2 separate regions of the Sus scrofa genome follow, and region 2 is linked to region 1. A link is a contact called in public HiChIP or PLAC-seq data. All regions are on one chromosome and are shown on one strand. The core of a region is the stretch at or near the end of the contact, and the rest is flanking DNA. Distances in the headings are between cores, read along the strand shown. Region 1 overlaps CCDC88C (protein Daple). Region 2 overlaps LOC106504538 (a long non-coding RNA gene).

Evidence for each region. HiChIP or PLAC-seq counts read pairs in DNA pulled down with a chosen protein or histone mark.
Region 2: an H3K27ac HiChIP or PLAC-seq map of skeletal muscle shows a contact between it and region 1. The contact joins two enhancer-like sites. A contact is called at or near these places in 1 of 47 Hi-C or Micro-C datasets (epiblast stem cells) and 1 of 2 datasets of contacts at active chromatin or transcription factors (skeletal muscle).

Annotation. Positions count from the first base shown.
Region 1 is chr7:112,962,514-112,967,881 of Sscrofa11.1, forward strand. CCDC88C (protein Daple) reads right to left here. Exons shown (of 31, transcript XM_021100083.1): 12 at 3,811-3,957; 13 at 3,033-3,177. Among named protein-coding and RNA genes, the nearest start is that of GPR68, 61 kb to the left of the region's middle. Within about 2 kb of position 2,403, at least 35 of the 83 cell types and tissues checked have an H3K27ac peak or open chromatin away from gene starts, as enhancers often do. A contact at or near this core is called in skeletal muscle, where this site is marked.
Region 2 is chr7:113,107,115-113,112,482 of Sscrofa11.1, forward strand. The region is part of intron 1 of LOC106504538 (a long non-coding RNA gene); the gene reads left to right. It overlaps PPP4R3A (serine/threonine-protein phosphatase 4 regulatory subunit 3A), which reads right to left. Exons shown (of 15, transcript XM_005666399.3): 15 at 4,519-5,368. Among named protein-coding and RNA genes, the nearest start is that of PPP4R3A, 39 kb to the right of the region's middle. Within about 2 kb of position 2,982, at least 8 of the 83 cell types and tissues checked have an H3K27ac peak or open chromatin away from gene starts, as enhancers often do. A contact at or near this core is called in skeletal muscle, where this site is marked.

The DNA of each region.
Region 1 (5,368 bases), core at 1,153-3,652:
AAACACAGAGCCGAGTCAGGCCGGGGCTCCCGGCCCCTCCACTTCCACCATCTGCCTCCAACTCTGAGATGGGGCCGTCAGGTCCCCACGGCCTGGGTCGGGCACCCATGGGTCACCTGGGGGCCCCTCCGCTTCACGTGGTGCTGTCAGTGCCCCAGGGTTCCTCAGGCACTTAGGGTCCCTCCACTGGCTCAGCTGGGGCTGTTTGAGCTTAAGAGGAAAGCAAATTACAATAAAGAAGCCAAAGCAGATGTTAAAGACTGTTCACTGCTGGAACCCAGCTTTGACCAGGCAGCTAACCCGACCCTACAACTCAAGGATCTCAGAGGCTAAGAGGGATGGTCAACAGGGCGACAGTTTCTGTGCCCAGCTCTGAGAGTAGTGGGAGTCTGGGCAGCTCAGCAGGAGGAATACGATAATCGGCTAGTTATGTCTGCCACAGGTGGCAGAAGCCTCCATGGATACGTATGCCCAGTACTCGCCATCCCTGGAAAAGGTCCTGTGGATAGAGATTTCATTTTGTAATTTCACAATTGTGTTGGGAAAAAAAAAGAGACAATATATGTAAATTGCTTTAAAAATTCTAAGTGAGAAGAAAATATAAGCTAAAGATAGAAATAAAGGCAGATTATCCACTCGGCTTTCCAACAGCTCAAATGCAAATGGCGAAGGAGGCACAGACCTGAGAGTCGGGAATGGGGAGTGTTAGCCCCTTCATGCCACCAGCAGGTGTGTGACCTCAGGTAAGTCATGGGGCCTTTGGGGGAGGGAAAAGGAACACATGTGAAAGCCTCAAAAGAAGGGGTCGGGGTTGTCGTGCCTTCTCCTGTCTCATCAGTGCCACAGACTCAGCTCTGGGAGCCCTGTCGCACGGCTCATAGGGCTGTGCCCCCACCTGCTGCTTATTCATCCCCCGGGGGCAGGGCTTTCACAGTGAGCACATCAAGCGGGAGACAGATGTGTGCATTCAGACCCTCTGGGCGATCATAAGGACTGGAAGGCATCTGCCACCCCTGAGGTCCCACCTATGCACCAAGGACAGCAGTTCAGACCCAACAAGCCTGAATGTCCCCAAGACCCCAAGCAGCAATAGGCAGCAGAGCCGTGGAGGTGGACGGAGTGTCCGTGGCCCTGACCCAGTCCCAGTGCTGACGCACAGAAACACACACGCTCTCAACACATGAAATGCTCTCAACAAATGACACAAACCTCAACTCAAACGCCCCTATTCAGAGCCTGTGATCATTCGGATGGTACCTTGGCAGCATTCATGGAAAAAAGAACATGTTTTTAATTGGGGTGAAATACACGTAACGTAAAATTCACCAAGTGTACAGTTCTGTGGCATGAGCTACATTCCCACTTGTGCAGCCATCAGCACTATCCACCTCCAGACTTCATCACCCCGAACTGAAACTCTGCACTCATGGGGAATCCTGCCTAAGGCTCTACAGGTTAAACAACAGAACTGACCACAGGCTTCCCTTCCTCGTCCATAAAAGCCAGTGTCTCAAAGACTCTCACGATGACGTAACAATTCACTTCGGAGCGCTACGCTGTTAGTACCTCAAGCAACCAGGGTAATGGGACAGATTTTAATACGACAGTGGCAATAAGAACAGCTGCTCTTTATCGGTGCCCTCGGGCCAGGCACGGAATCATGCTTCATTGTCTCCCCTGTGGGCAGCTTCATCATCCCCATCTTGCAGGTAAGGAGACTGAGGTCTAAGAGAGGTCACCCAGCTAACACGTGGAGGAGCCAGGACTTAAGCCGGGTCTTCCTGACTCAAGAAGCCACCACACCACACACGCAAAAGTGCATTCAAGCTCTGCCTGCATCATGCCTTCATTCAAACCAGCGTTCCTTAGCTCCCAGATAAGCACCAGGAGTTGGAACCCAAGAATAAATGTTGCTTTTTGACCTGAAAGGGCCCACACTACTGGGTAGTCTGAAGGGGCGAGGCTTTCAGAGCCCATAGGCCATCCGGGTCTCTAACAGAAACACTCTCATTTGGCCCAAGACTGTCCCAGGCAGGCTGCACTACCTCTCTGTTCCACCAGGGGGCAGCAGTCCTTCCCGGTGGATGTGCACTCCTCCCAGGACAGGGAACCAGGGTGATCCAGGTCCCAGCACAGTGCACAGGCCCCAGAGCCCAGATACAGCCAACTTCCCTCACAGGTTAGTAGTTTAATGAACTGATTTTAGGTTTGGAACCGATGGGACCCCTCGAAGAGAAGACATCCCCAGCTGCTTTCAACAACCTTTCCATTATTCTTGAGGACAGTTATTGGAATTAAAAAAGCAACCCCCAAACCACCCAAAGGCCCTACCCCGCTCCATACACCGCTAAGTAAACAACTCGCACTACCAGCGGCACGTGTGCTATTTTTGAACACAGGAACTGGCCATTGTTTGCCGAGAGCGCTGACGCTTCCTGCCGCTGTGCTTTCTGCTGCCCCACCCACGTCTCCCTGGCCGGCTGGCACCTCGCCTGCCTGTGCGGGGCCAGCGGTGCAAGTGCAGGAGGGCGAGGGAGAGGCGTGGGGCCTGTGGGAAGCAGCCGCGAAGCAGCCCCACCCAGGGAGACAGGGAACAGACTGCCTCCCTCTTGCACAATTATGCAGATGAATGGAGGCAAGCAGGCCCCCAGCACATTTAGAGCGGAGATCAGTGACCCCTGGGGACGTTTCCTGCCATCCAGAGCTTTTAACTATCCCTAGATCGGCCCACGATGTCCTCCGGGTGTCAGCGTGCTGTAACCTGGAAGCTCCTGGGACTGTCCATCTGGGAACCGGGAAACCGGGCAACATTTAATCTGTGCTTCACATCCTGACACCGAGGCTGCCAGACCCCTCATCTTCTCCTTGGGGAGGACGGCAATGAAACGGTTCCAAATGGCACTTGAAGGAAATCCTATTTCCTGGGGGTGAATGGATGGCCTGACACGGAAGATTTAGCGCCAAGGGCTCCATTCCCTGGGTGAGGAGGCGGCCACAGCCAGACCGGCTCCCGGGCCCCAGGCGCCACCCACCGTCGGACAGGTCTGCGTTCTTGGACAGCTGCTCCAGCTCCCAGCCGAGGTGGGCCGATTCGTTCATGCTCTGCTTCTGTGCAATCTCGAGAACCATGTTTTCCTCCAGCAGCTCCTCAATCCGCTTCTTGTCCGCGTCCCGGTCCTAGCGCAAGAAGAGGGAAGGCATGAGGACGTGGCCAGGTGACTCCCCAGGACTGGCTTTGGCCCCCTGGGCATCCACCCCCATCCTCTGAGAATGAGAGGCCTCCAGGCACCTGCCCGTTTCCTGCACGGAAAGGGCCCAGCTGTGAGGTTACAGCCCCTGAAAGGTACCCTGACTGGCCACCTGGGTGACAAGGAGAGACCTAAGGTCTAACTGATGGCAGTCAGAACACAGCGACTTACAGCCCAGGGCGTTAAAGCTAAGTACCACGGTGACGGGCGGCTTCGTGGCTCTAGGTCAGGCCTGATGGGCTGTGAGAAGCCTGTAAAGTAACTCATGAATCGCAGCTCAACCCACGCCATAAGCACAGTGGGGACCCTTCTTGTAAATGACACACATGTACGCTCATCCTTACAGAAAAGCAACAGCACAGTGGTCACCTCCTGTCTGGGGGTGCTAAGTGGTGCCCAGCCCAGTCCGCTGAGCCTCGAGAGCTACTCTCTACAGTCAGTGAGTTATTGTGTCGGCAGTGGCTCCAAACCCAGGGACTGAAACATCGGAGGAGGGCCCAGCATAAACCTGAAACTGCCCCAATCTCTGCAGACAGGTCTGTGGGACAACAGCTTGCAATACCAGTTCCAGGTCGTGAAGCTTCGATTTCAGCTGCAGGTTCTCCTTCTCCAGTTCGTGAACTTTATCGCCCCGGGCCCGAGCGGCAGTCAGCTGTTCCTCCAACATGGCCTTGGTTTCAATTAATATGATGTTATCTTCTCTCAGCTCCTGGGCAGCAAAATCATATATGGGAACCATCAGATAAAGGCACCTGGCTCATGACGACAGGGTTCTGAGACCAAAACTCTTCTGGCCTCGGAACCAAAACCAACAATCCAGGGATAAGGCTGCAGCCACGAGAGTTCTGTCTGCACTTTGAGCACCTCCTCCTTTTTGCCTGGGTCAGGCCGCACAGACTCTCTCTACCAGAAGGGAAAAAAAACCCCTGAGTGAAGAAAACACTGAACTCCGGGAAGCTGACGCCTCCTTGGGGAGTACGGCCTGCGGCCACCGTGCAACGGCCTCTGACACCCATCACCTCGTCTGGTTAGACGAGCGACTCCACTGACATATCGCCGAGCCCCCGTTTCTTTAACAAGGAAGGGGTGGGGCTGAGTCTGGCCGGGGCTCCGGGCTGAGCCTCATGCTCTCAATGCGACATTCATTCCAGGGATCAGGGTCCCAGGAAAAAAGAGCTATTCAGACAAGGTTTCGCTCAACGCACAGCTCGCATCTGGACATTTTACCCACGTACTCTCGGAAAAACAACAGTTCTCCGCGGTTTCCCGGAAACGGGGAGCTTTTTGAGACAGTTTCCTCATCAACATGGGAACCCCGCAAACAAGCACCTCGGCCTCCCGCGCGTCGGGCACGTGCTGGGTGTGGCATGAGACGGCGGTTCCCCTGCAGAGGCCGTCCCGTGCGCACAGCCCAGCCCAGGCGAGGGATTCAGATCCTTTGCCTCATCGCTGCCCCGCACCCAGTTAGGGGGCTTTTGGGTTCTCTGTTCCCCGGAGCCCCTCAGCCCTGGCCGGCAGCCGGGTGGCGGCGGAGCCTCCCCGAATGCCTTCAGCTCTCGAACACACACCTGGGAACATGTGTGTTTCCCCCCGGGGTGGGGGACAGGGGGTGTGCCAGGCCCGTTCCGCCTGCTCGCTCAAGGATTCTAACAACGGGGAGCAGGGCTGGGCTCCTGACTCTCCACCAAGTTCACTCGCCCTGCACGGGCCAGGACCCAAGGTTCCCGGTGGAGGGCAAATCGCACACCTTCTGGTCAGTGGACGGGGCTGTGGTCAAAACCCCAGCAGCCGTGAAGGGTTTGGTCATTAAAACTCAAAATGCACCCGGGCGCCCCCTCTCTGCTGGGGACGACTGTGTGGGCACTCGCTGTCCCTGCCCCACTCACTCTTCACAAGAGCCCTGAGGGGGAGGCAGAAACAGCGACTCCTAACAGATGAAGAGGCTGATTTGGGTGAGGTAAGGAATGAGCCCAAAGTCACAAAGCCAGCAAGGGGTGAAGCTGGGACTCGAACCTGAGCCAGAGAGCTCCAGACCTGTGTTCTCTCCACTGCCCTCAGGCTGCCTGCAACCCATCCTCAAGGGACCCGTGCAGACAAGAGGTCCCGGCTACAAATAACAA
Region 2 (5,368 bases), core at 1,732-4,231, 150 kb after region 1:
ACAGCAGTGGCAGCATAACCCACTATGCCACCAGAGACCTCCTGTGATCCTTTTAATGTATTGTTGGATTTGTTTTGCTAATGTTTAGGATTTGTTGTTGTTGTTGTTTCGGGTTTTTTTGTTTTTTAGGGTCACACCCATAGCATATGGAAGTTCTCAGGCTAGGGGTCAAATCGGAGCTACAGCTGCTGGGCTACACCACAGCCACAGCAATGTGGGATCCACGCCGTGTCTGTGACCTACACCACAGTTCACAGCAACGCCAGATCCTTAACCCACTGAATGAGGCCAGGGATCAAACCTGCGTCCTCATGGATACTAGTCAGATTTCGTTTCCACTGAGCCATGTCAGGAACTCCTTGTTGAAGATTTCTGCTTCTATGTTTATCAGGAATATTAGCTTATAATCTTCTTTTCTTGTTGTCTGGTTTTGGTATCAGGGTAATGCTAGCCTCATAAAATGAATTTTGGAAGTGTTTTCTCTCTTCTAAACTTTGGAAGATTTTGACAAGGAATGTTACTAATTTTTAAATATTTGATAGAATTCACTAGTGAATCCACGGATTTGTTTGTTGGGATGTTTTTGATTACTGGTTCAAAGTCCCTGCTAATAATTGGTCTGTTCAGATTTTTGTCTATTTCTTTATGTCTTGCTAGGAATTTGTCCGTTTCATCTAATTTATTGGCATAGTTATTCACAGTATTCCGTTATACTCTTTTTGTTTCTGTAACAGTATCCCAACCAATTATCTTACATTTCTGATTTTAGTATTTCAAGTCTTTTTTTTTTATTATTATGTTACTGTTTTTGTGAACACCCAAGGCTGTGTGTTCTTCCATGCCAATCAAGTCAGCCACTTCCAGAAATGAAACTGCTTTTCACTGTTGTCCTGCATTAGTAGAATCACCTAGCTGGTTGAGCTAAGTAAGGGAGTAGTGGGAGGTGAGAATGGGAGTAACCCAGGCCAAAATGCCATAGACTCTTTTTTTTTTTTTTTTTTTTTTTTAAATATCAGAGCCATAGCCATCTCCCTTCAGGTTTGAACTACATTAATATATCACCATCTATTGAATATATACCATTAGAATAGTTGCTTTACATGTGTACCTATTCTGTGGTCCTCACATGAGTTTCCCATTACAGATGGGGAAACCAGGCTCAAGGATTTTGTCTAAGGTCTCAGTAGCAGAGTTAAGAATTCAAACCCAGGCCATTCTGACTATGCTGTTGCCCTCATACTTTGTCTCTGTCTGCAACTTTTCATTACTTTCTCCCAGGAAATTTGTTATTGGTATCAGTGTGATTTAACAACATGTGTGGCTTATGTACTGAGACTTCTTCAGTGCTCATTCAAACTCCTGTTCATTTTATCCCCTCCCTGGCATTCTAGGCTCCAAAGCAGGTCCTTAAAGGGCTTGTCTGGCCCTTTGTATGGGACAGCTTTAGGTGAAAGTTTTTCACTAATAACAATTCAAGTAACATTCAGACCCTTTTTGAAAGCCACCAGAAAATTCATAAAGCCAGATTTTTCTGGGCTTTTGGTGTGATGGGACACCTACTTCTCACGAGCCAAACAGAACCATCTAGGTTAAAAAACATGTGTCCCTGTTTCCCGTCTTCTTCCAGAGTAGTATTGTAGAAGGATGAGAAAACTTGAAGTAGCAATTTCTTTGTGAACTACAGTAGCATCAGAGCAAAATTAGTTTGATCTTTTTCCTGGCAAGACATCAGAAACACATTCTTTTATAAATGTACTTAATGCTAAAATGCAGTACTACAATTTGAATGGCTCTTTATCCAAAATGTTATTCTTTCAGAAATGAAGAAAAGCCACTCTTTTCATCATTCCTGTGACATGTCCACTGATTCTACCTAAGAAATCTACCCGAGCAATCTACCTATATATCTAATCACCTACACCTGGGCCTGCCTTCCAGGAAAGAGACCATTATATAAGAGTTTAAGAGCAGGAGATTTTAGTAAACATCAGACCAACAGATGAGTAGTTTGTAAATCTAGAGCTTATAGCTAGGCCCAGCGATAAAAGGCAGGGGTCTTCAGAACTGTGACCAACAGACCAGTGAGACAATTAAGAGTTAGAGATGCTAGAGGCCAGGATGATTCATCTGAGTAGAATTTTAGTTGTTAAAATGACTCAATTTTACAATAGTTGTAAAAATTATACGAACCTCGAGTAGCCCTGTGTTGGTGTTACTAACCTAAGGCTCAACGGTACAAAGGCGAGGACAGGGGTTTTGAGTCCTCCTCCCCTTTATAGACAGAGGGACTTCTGTGATCAAGAATGAGTCAAACATGACTGTGTAAGGATATCGGGTAACTCTCCCCGTCTGTATGCACGTTACTCAGTCTTTGCTCAGTCATCCAGTAAACACTTGGAGATCCATCTGTGGGCTATCACGCTAGGTATGAGGGCTACAAAACTGAGAAAGATATAACCCCTTTCTTCCAGCTGAGTGTCAGGGGAGCACTTTGGAATCATGACTGAGTTCATCAAGCAGACAAGGCTAGAAGAGCACGCAGAGGGGTACATGACAGATTGAGGCATTCTTAGGGCATGGCATGAATGGATCGGGGACATGTTAGTGAGGTGGGGGCTGGAACTTGGGAAGATGGTACCCAAAATGGAACCCTAGCAAATTCCAGCATTTAGGAGGTAACAAAGGGAGCTATCGGAAAGTAGGAAGGGTCAGAAATGTTAAAACCCATGATGTTAGAGAAGCCAAGAGAGTAAGACATCAAGACAGTGGATAACAGCAAACACTGCCTAAATGCCAAGATAAGGATGGAAAGGGATCCCCTCAATTTGTAGGTAGGGTGTGATTTGCACCATGTTGGAAATACAGAGAAGTTAAAAACCCACTTAACATCACGTTGAATAAATCACTATGCCCCGAGTCCATGGTTAAGAACTTACCTAGCAAGGCGGAAAGGTCAAGGGAAGTTGTGTCTCCAACCAGGGTTATTTTAAGGACCAAGACATCTGACTCCTGCAGTTAGCACATTTATCTATTTGAAGACAGCCTCCCTACAGTCTCCTTTTAAAATATCATTCCCAAGAGCCAAGATATAGTATTAAAGCCAAAGAGAAACCCAAACCGATTAAGCACTGAGAACCACAGTGTACTGATGATTGCTGCCCTTTCTCACGTGTCCGTGTCCTGCTACCATGGTGTGATAATCCATCCCATAAAAATTTGGTTTGGTAATCCTCTTGCTTGAAATGGAGGTTTTGGCAGAAAAAGTTAATACAACCTATATAAAAGAATTTTGAGGGTCCTAAATTTCCCTCTAAAGCGATTCTGACAGTGCTGTTTAAACAGTTATTAATGGTGAATACTAGAAATATGTTGATAATTTAGGTTAGCCATTTAAAGAAATCTTCCAGTTTAAACTTGGAAGCTTTGCGAAGACCACTGCTTACATGAAGAACAAAACCAGGAATGTTCCAGCCTACTCCACACATCCTCATTTCCAAATTCACAAACTTGCATAAATGACATGCGGGGTCTGAGTACAATCACGTAGGGGAAACCCATTAGGCTTCATTCTATTAAAAAAAAAAAAAAAAAAAGCCAGCCTAGCTTTTTTGGACAAGACAGAAATGTCAAGTGTTTTCTGAAGTGATTATCTGTCTTTTCTAGAAATTGTTAGGTAATCTCTGAAAAGTGAAATTTTTTCATTTTTTAAAATGAGCAAAAGAACCAATAGGTATCATTCAAATGGAAAAAATCACATCATTATATTCACATCAGTTATTAAGGTAAAGTATTTATACTGAAAAGCATGGACTTTTGAGTCACATGCAGCTGTGTCAGTTCAGGTGTTGTGTTTCTAGCAATTTATTGCTATTAGTTTTCCTCCATGAAACAAGCGGCTTTTAGACTTTTTCTCCTACTAAAGCAGGCTGTCATGTTTCTGCTTCAGTAAAGAAATGCAAGAGTCCATCAAGGGAAAAGCTTCTCTTAAATGTTAAGGCCAGAGGTTAATATCTTTTTTGTTTTAATTCATCAGATCTCAATTCATGAAAACAAGGGACACTTCTTCCCACTGCCCAATAACCCCCAGGATACCAAGACAATGAAGTGTCAGTCAGAAATGTCAGTTTAAATTATAAGGCACAAAAATTTTGCATGGGTCTTTCTAGGTAATAAAGGAAGACATAATTAACTTAGATCCTATTAAGTTTTTATTTGTAAGATAAGTTGATTAAACTTATTAATTGCCAGAACTGCGACTCAGAAGCAGCTCTATAGTGTAGTGAAATAAACTCGTAGTTGATAACGCACCCGAAGTTTTGTTCAAAAAAATTTAGCCAACAGTAAAACTCTTAATGACTCTAGCAAGTTGTTTGCTTTCTGGTTTTCCATTCAGCTACTCCATATAACCTTGTTTTTGATACCACAATGTACTGAGGGCAAAGCAAAAGATGAGCTAAGGTAGAAGCACACAGTGCTTGCTAGATTATCCAGTGAAAGTATATGATACTTAAAATAGTATCCTTTTCCTAGATATGAATTTTATTCACATTTGTAAATACATTCTTCCTTAAGTTCTAAACTCCTCGCTTTAAAAAAGTGAGGGTATGTGGAATTGAGATACTTTATTTTCATTTCCTTGAAAGAATTTTAGTACACTTAAGACAATAAAAGAACCTATTTAAAAATACTCTTTTGATGGTCCTTTGGCCAGGTATTTATTTAGGAACCACCACTTATAGGCATTCCAAAAGAAATAGTTTAAAAAAAAAGAAGAAAAGAAAAATACAATTAATACAATTTCTCTTACTCTTCGCTTTTTTATTATTCAAAAGTCAAATGTTATTTTTAATCATTCATCCTCAATTTTGATTTAATGTACCATCATTTTCTCAAGATATGAAATTTCAGAATCTCTTTGGAATACTAATTTCACGTTTCTAAGGTTTAACAAAACGGTTGAAATTTTAATTCCACTCTATTTCCCTGAATTCTCAAGACAGTTGCTGATGTAAATTTTAATATAAAATATTTAGTCACAAAATAGTATTGCTTTTTGTATGCACACAGTTGTAAGATTACTTTGCTTTTTGTCAATAAAAACTATACCATCTTTCATAAAACTCTAAACAAAAATTAAGAACTGTGATGTAGAACAAAAATTACACATGGCAAAACAGGTACCAGCACAACGTTAGGTTATATTACATCAAAAAAATTTTTAATGGTCCCAAATATATATACTCAACAACTAAGCATACACTCAGGGGAGAAAAAAAAATCAAAAACAAAATGAAACAAAAAAAAAATTATGACACAAATGACCACATCTAGAATTCCACTCAATCTTTAATCAAGTAGGGACAAATCC